Linked DNA regions of Mus musculus: region 1 is linked to region 2. The links are chromatin contacts, called in public HiChIP or PLAC-seq maps. All regions are on one chromosome and are shown on one strand. The core of a region is the stretch at or near the end of the contact, and the rest is flanking DNA. Distances in the headings are between cores, read along the strand shown. Region 1 overlaps Dntt (deoxynucleotidyltransferase, terminal). Region 2 holds the start of Blnk (B cell linker).

Evidence for each region. HiChIP or PLAC-seq counts read pairs in DNA pulled down with a chosen protein or histone mark.
Region 1: a contact with region 2 is called in an H3K4me3 HiChIP or PLAC-seq map of bone marrow-derived macrophages, with 2.5 times the contacts expected there. The contact joins the enhancer-like site here to the promoter of Blnk in region 2. A contact is called at or near these places in 5 of 39 promoter capture datasets (the C10 cell line, the HPC-7 cell line, embryonic stem cells and 2 more), 1 of 15 datasets of contacts at CTCF or cohesin (thymocytes), 1 of 115 datasets of contacts at active chromatin or transcription factors (bone marrow-derived macrophages) and 3 of 9 other capture datasets (adipose tissue, liver and pancreatic islet).

The regions. Positions count from the first base shown.
Region 1 is chr19:41,052,425-41,055,892 of GRCm38.p6, reverse strand. Dntt (deoxynucleotidyltransferase, terminal) reads right to left here. Exons shown (of 11, transcript NM_001043228.1): 9 at 2,653-2,898; 10 at 50-133. Among named protein-coding and RNA genes, the nearest start is that of Opalin, 23 kb to the left of the region's middle. Within about 2 kb of position 2,207, at least 12 of the 459 cell types and tissues checked have an H3K27ac peak or open chromatin away from gene starts, as enhancers often do. A contact at or near this core is called in bone marrow-derived macrophages and liver, where this site is marked.
Region 2 is chr19:40,992,570-40,995,619 of GRCm38.p6, reverse strand. Blnk (B cell linker) reads left to right here and starts at 1,399. Exons shown (of 17, transcript NM_008528.5): 1 at 1,399-1,608. The coding sequence starts at 1,562.

The sequences.
Region 1 (3,468 bases), core at 958-3,457, 59 kb before region 2:
GAGGGCTTACAGGTAAGGTCAGTCACCCATCCCCAGAAGGGAACACTACCTTAGTCCTGTCATACAGGGCGTGGTTGTCCAGCATCATCTTCCTCTCGTGTGTGGCATAGCGCCGCAAGTCTCTCTCAAACTGCTACAAAGAGAATTAAAACAAATTACCGTCTAGTCCAGATTATTTCGGGTACACGGTGTTTAGAGCTATCCAAAGCCCTTGGGTGTTTGAAACTGCTGTCTCTAACATAAATTTTTGGGGTGACTTTCTTCCTCAGGGCAAAGCTCCCGGGTGGCTGAGCTCTGGGCTCCCTGTACTAGAACAGAAACTCAATGTGAACAAGAAGCTGATTGGCTTGGACCCTTGTCAATCACTGCCCAACAGGCGGCAGGTGATGTGTGAATATCTGTTGAGTGGATAAATGGACAGTAGGAGCGTTGTTTCTAGAATAATACCTGGTCCAGAGGAAAATGTGACCTAAATCGTTTTAAGTTTCAAATATCATTATTATAATAGAGGGTGAGGAGTGGGGAGATCTTGGCCCAGATATTATGCCTATCTATGTGTCCTTACTACGTAGCTTCTCTGAACCTTGCTTTGTCCCAAGGTGGAGGGAGTGAACGTTAAGGTCCTTTCCTCTTTGATGTCCACTCATACTGAGATTCTGTGAAGAGTCACCTGCCCCGGAATTACATCTGTCATGATCAAAAGTATATCCTGAGGTTTCAGGGAGCAAATCTGAAGCCTAGGACAAGTGACCAGCAAACACTAGAAACAAGGACAGTGAATCACAAATACTGCTGCTGGTTTCCTAAGAGAAACCTGGAAAGTTCCCAGGTCCAGAACTTTGTCTTTCCCCCTGGGATTAGGCAAAACATTGGGACAGTCGCACCCTCTAGCAGTAAGAATTCATTTCCTCTCTGCTGGAAAGTTTCTGGGACTGCCTCCCAGAAGCCCTTTACAGAAGCAGCTGTAGGTGGAACCAGCTTTGTGTAACAATTGCTGAGGAAGCAGATTTGCTTAGCGCTGGTCTGGGAAGTTGTGGGTCCTGCTTAGCTCACCCCAGCTCTTGACTGGCAGTGTCTTCCCACAGCTAACACTGGTTCCCAGCAACTGGAGAGGCTGGAGGTGTAATGGGGGTTGGTTATATGCAGTCAATGATGGGCTACTCCCGGTTCCCTGCCCTGCGTGGTTTGGGAGTGAGAAACATTCCTGAACTCCTCGGCCAAGGCCAAGAGTGTTTCTGTGGTGCAGAGAGAAATTCAGTTCACCTGCCAAATACCTGCAGAGTGCCAGTTCCTCCAGAGCAGAATCTAGCTGGGCAACAAATGGTTTATAATAACAAGAAATAAGAAAACTATGGGCCCATAGGAAGCCAGTGCTGCATCCAGACTGAGCAGGGCTTCCATGGTGAGCATCACTGAACGAGGGCTCGAAGGAGGTGATTAAAAACCAAAATGGCTGCAGAATGGCCAAGAGAGTTGTGCTGTGTGGGATAGCTTTGTGTCAACTTGACACATGCTTGAGTTATCTGAAAGGGGACAACTTAAATTGAGAAAATGCCTTGGTAAGATCCATCTGTAGGATCTTTTCTTAATTAGTGATTAATGAGAGAAGGCCCAGTCTATTGTGGATGGTACCTTCTTTGGGCTGGTGGTTCTATGAGAAAGCAGGCTGAGTAAGCCAAGGAGAGCAAGCCAGTAAGCCGCACTCCTCCATGGCCTCTGCATCAGCTTGTGCCTCCAGGTCCTTGCCCTACCTGAGTTCCTGTCCTGACTTCCTTTGATGATGAACAGTGATAAAGAAATGTCAGTAAAATAAACCCTTACGTCTCCAAGTTTCTTTGATCGTGGTATTTTGCCACAGCTATCATAACTCTAACTAAGGAATCCAGTCTTTTCCTGAGCCCCAGAGGCTACAGGGCAACAGACGCTTAACAGGAGCCTGGCATGACATCTAAGAGGAGTGGATGGACTGCTGTCCCAGCGAGTCCTCCACAGAGCCCTGTGAGGTTAGCGAGGTTAGCCATTGTTAGAGAGAAGGCTGGAGGAGTGTTATTTACGTGAAAGCAGCGCAACCCGGGACAGAGCAGCTTCAGCCTCTTGAATCCCGAAGTTTCTTTTTTAAACCCTCACTAGTTTCTTAGAGCAGCATTGGAGTCGACTACCCTGCAGCTGTGCACTGCTGCCCCCAGAGGGCGCCACTCCCGTCTATCTTATAGGCTTTAGGAAGGTGTCCAAGATCACCGAAAGAGGCAGGGTTGGGTCCTTCTGTAGGTCTAGGACCCAAATCCATCTGAGTTACTCACCACCCTGCCACTTCCTGGGTTTCAGTAGCTCTCACCTGAGATACCTCTCAGTCACCTAGGGGGTTTTACAAACATCCGTGTCAGAGCTTAACTGCCTAGAGCCTCTGATGTAGTGGTAGGTATACAGTGAAGAATTTATAAATCTAACCTGTCCCCAGGTAAGGCCACTGCTGCTGGCTTGGTGAACCATACATTGGGAATCTAAATGAATCTAACTCGTGTGAACATGTGCCCATACCATGCCCCAGTTTAGAGGCTTGGGGGCATGGTCCCTTAGTTCTCTCAGCCTTCTGCCCCACAACGGAAGCTTTCTTCCCCTGAGCCAGGAAAGCTAGTAGCAGACAGCTCTTACTCTGGAGCCGGTCCATCCAAGCAGGGCGAAGGCCCGGCGATCATAGGGGCACATGACCAGATCTACACGGATGGCCTTCCAGCCCTTTCCTTCCTGCTGGCCGCTCTTCTCGCTGTGCACTCTCCCGTGGTCCAGCTTCAGAATCAGGAAGCATTTCTGGAAATGGTCGAGAGCATCCACCTTCCTGCTGGGCTGCTTGAACTTTTCAAAGGTTGACTCTAAGATGTCGCAGTACAAAAGCAACCCCTGAAAAGCAATGGGAGGGTTTAGAAAGGGTCCTAGGGGGCTGGGGGTGGGGCACCCATGTGATATTACAGTGCTCTCAAGAGAGCCTCTTCAGAGCTGAACAAATGGGGATGCATTTTTTGTTCTTCCTCATCCAGCATCTGGGAGAGGAGGTAATACATGATTCTCTCCACAGAAAGGCTGAGCTCAAAGTCCCCAATAAGAAAACCTCAGAGCCTCCATCTCTCCTTGTTTGCTTCTGAGGGACAACTTTGCTCCTTGAAAAGCAAAGCCACGGTGAACAGAAATTCACACTGTTCCCTGCATGTCGGTTGTCTGGACTGGGTCAAAAGGTTGTGTCTGAAATTCCAGACCCAGTGTGGGGCATGGTGACCTGTTACATCTGTTGTTGTGTTGTTTTTGCAATGCTCAGGGTTGAACCTGCTAGCTATGCACTCTACCACTGAGTACACCCCAGCCCTGAAAGAACTCTCTCTCCATCTCGGAGGCAGTGAAAGAAGGCCCACGAAGCCTGCTTTATCTCAAGTTTCTATCCAGAAAGTTAATAAGTAATTCAAGGGAATGTTAGGC
Region 2 (3,050 bases), core at 150-2,649:
TGACATCATATATGGTTTTTATGTTCCTTTCTGCTAAGAGCTGTGGGAAGGGCGGGGCAGGGAACTAGATCTCCTTCAGGATACATTGCAAGAAAACCGTGCAGGCAGATTAGAGAAAGGCAACAGTTACGGGAAGCAAGTGTCTGCATTTCTCTCCTGATGCCCTACTCTTCTGCAAAGGGACCTCACCCTTCAACCACTCTGAGGCATCAGCTCTCGGACATCCTGAAGAATGGCAAATTCAGATATAGTGCATGAACGTGAACAGTCAAGGAACCAGGAGGACCGAAGAGCTCCTCTTTGAACAAAGAACCTGGGGGTGGGGGTGGGCAGGGGCGGGAAGAAATCCGGGTTTGCTCTCTGTCTCTTCTCCTCCCTTCTCTGGCCTGGTCCTCCTTCCCACTCTCTCCTCAGCCAGGCCCTTGAAGCTATAACAGGAGAGATAACTGAAATCCCTCCACTCTGTCTCCCTCCAACCCCCCGTGCATTCTTTAGACCCAGGTCGATGGTCCTTTGATAATGTTCAGAACGTAATCTCCTTTCACAAAGGTGACTAGGATGTGCCAGGTGAGTGGGGGTGGGGGTGTTCAGGTCCAAGGGGAAGAAAGAACACGCCCTCTCATTTTTTTGTTTTTTGTGTTTTGTTGTCTCGAGGAGTATAGCAGAACTGTCTAGATGGGGTCAGAGGCAGGTGTGGGATTTCACTGTGCTTGGGATACCCCTACACCTGACATGTCGCACTGGGTGTGATGAGAGGGGAAGACATGGAGGGGAGTTAGGAGGCATCCGCCTGATGTCATGTGTTGGGAAATCACTAGGCTTGTCCTCAGCTGACTTTTGAGTGTATCCTGTCTTTATTTGAAAATGGCAAGCTTTCAGCAAGGCAACTCCTGACTCCACACAGCATACGATAGGGTCGCCTTTCCCCACCCCTAAGTGACCTTGACCTTGCACAAAGAATTACCTATCACATTTTAAATGACCACTGCTGTGACCTCGGTGACAAGAACTGTCCATTTCATGTCTTAGTTCTTAAGAAGAAGAGGCTAACCCATGGCTTAATGCAAATGAGCAGAAAGCCCCCAAAGAGCCATCCAGATATAATTGATTATTCAGCTTTTCCTTGTACCTAAGAAGTGGCAGGGTGACTCTGGCCATCTGCTAAAAACAGGGACTACCTAAGGTTTGGGACAAACAGGAAGTAGTGCTCAGTCAGAAACTTATCCAACCTGGCAACACACCTGATCATAAAAGAGCTACTGGAAGGGATTTGCATGCCCAATAAGGTTTCACTACCGAAGTTTACACAACGCACAGTAATCAGCCAGGCTGGCTGACTCCCTGGATCACATGACCTCGTAGAAACATGAAACTTGGCGATGCGCTCCAGCGAGTTTTACTTCCCCTGTGCAGGGGTGTTTGCCAGCAGCCTGTGGGTTGCTCGCAGAAGTCAGTTCCAGTGGCTTGAGTTCTTGAGGCCAGAGCCTTACCATGCTGCTCCCCAGGAAGTCCAGGAGCTGCTGACACCCCCCTGGACAGCGACACATCCTCTCTCAAGAAAATGGACAAGCTGAATAAGATAACTGTCCCTGCCAGCCAGAAGCTGAGGTAAGAGATTCCCTTCGGAGCCTTATTCCTCTTCTTTGCCCTCTAGGGCTCCTCCAGCGCTCAGAGGCACCAAAACCTTGGGATACTTGACCAGTGCCAATCGGTTAGCAATGGCTATAGGGAAGTAGATCAGCTTTTTAAAGAAACGTGTAGGAGGAGTGAAGGAACCTGCTTTGGCTGGTTTTTGCCAGGGATGGGACAAAGAGTGAAGCTCTGGGAAGGCAAGAAGATAGAAAATTTGATGGCCCACATGCTAGCAACAGCCAGCTTTCTGAGTCTGAGGAGGGGCTCATCCATGGTGTGAAGAGCGTTTGTAGTCACTGTCGCTTACTGACTCTTGTTTGTTTTGTGGGTGTTCACCCTAAGTTTATTGGGGGAACTACGCGTCTCTCCAGTACCCTCATGACTATCTATTTTAGAATGTCAGATGGCTCACTGGATAAAGTGCTGAATGTGCAGGTCTGATGATCTAAGTTCCATGCCCACAACCCAGATAAAAAACGGAAAGAGAAGCAACTCCACAAAGCTGTCCTTGGACTCCACAGTCACTGCCAGCCTGGCACATGCATGCCCTGACACATCATGCCCACACACATTTCACACACACATACACACACACATACTGATAATAACAATAACCATTTTAAAAAACAGCTTTGGCAATTTAAAGAAATATATACTAAGAAAGAATAAGCCAGCAGTGGCCTAAGGCATACATACGTCAAGAGACCATGCAAAGATGACTTCCCAGTTTTTGAGTTTGAAGAGCATTGTCTTCTGAAGTGGGGCTGATGACTCTCAGAGGCTGGAACTTTCAAACGTTTAAGGGTGTGTTATATTCCATGTGCAGGCTAGAACTTTGGACTTTCATGAGGTCATACTTAAGGGATGGAGCACTGGAGAGTCTGAGACAAATGACAAGAAAAGACATGGAGTTGATAGAAGGACAGTCTTTCACGGTGGCACATGGGTCTTCTCACTCTGAGGGGTTTGGTAAGAGGCAGACTGAGAGGTACTAAGGGGTCCAGACCAGCGGGCAGCATCAGCTGGTCAGCCATTTTATAGAGGATACCCAGGAGAGCCACAGAGCCTTTAACATGGAAGTTAGAAGGTCCCACAGGCACCCTCCATCTTCTGCTGTGCATCTCACGGAAGGGAAGGGTAGAGCAGACATCGTAGAAATAATAAGGGGGCCACGAAGTGGAGAAGAGGATTGGAGTAGCAGAGACATCTTCATGAAGATGATGCTTCAAGAATTAAGCCTCTGAGAGGCAGCTGAGAAAACAGATGGAGAGCTGAGGGAAACAGGTTACATGCTGAGGGGGCTGTAACCTCACACGTACAGGCTGATGCGAGTGCAGTCTCAAATGTGGGCTGGTGAGAAAAGTCCTGCCTAGCAGAGGCCACAGAGTGGAACGTATGGGGTGAGAGGGCCCTGGGAA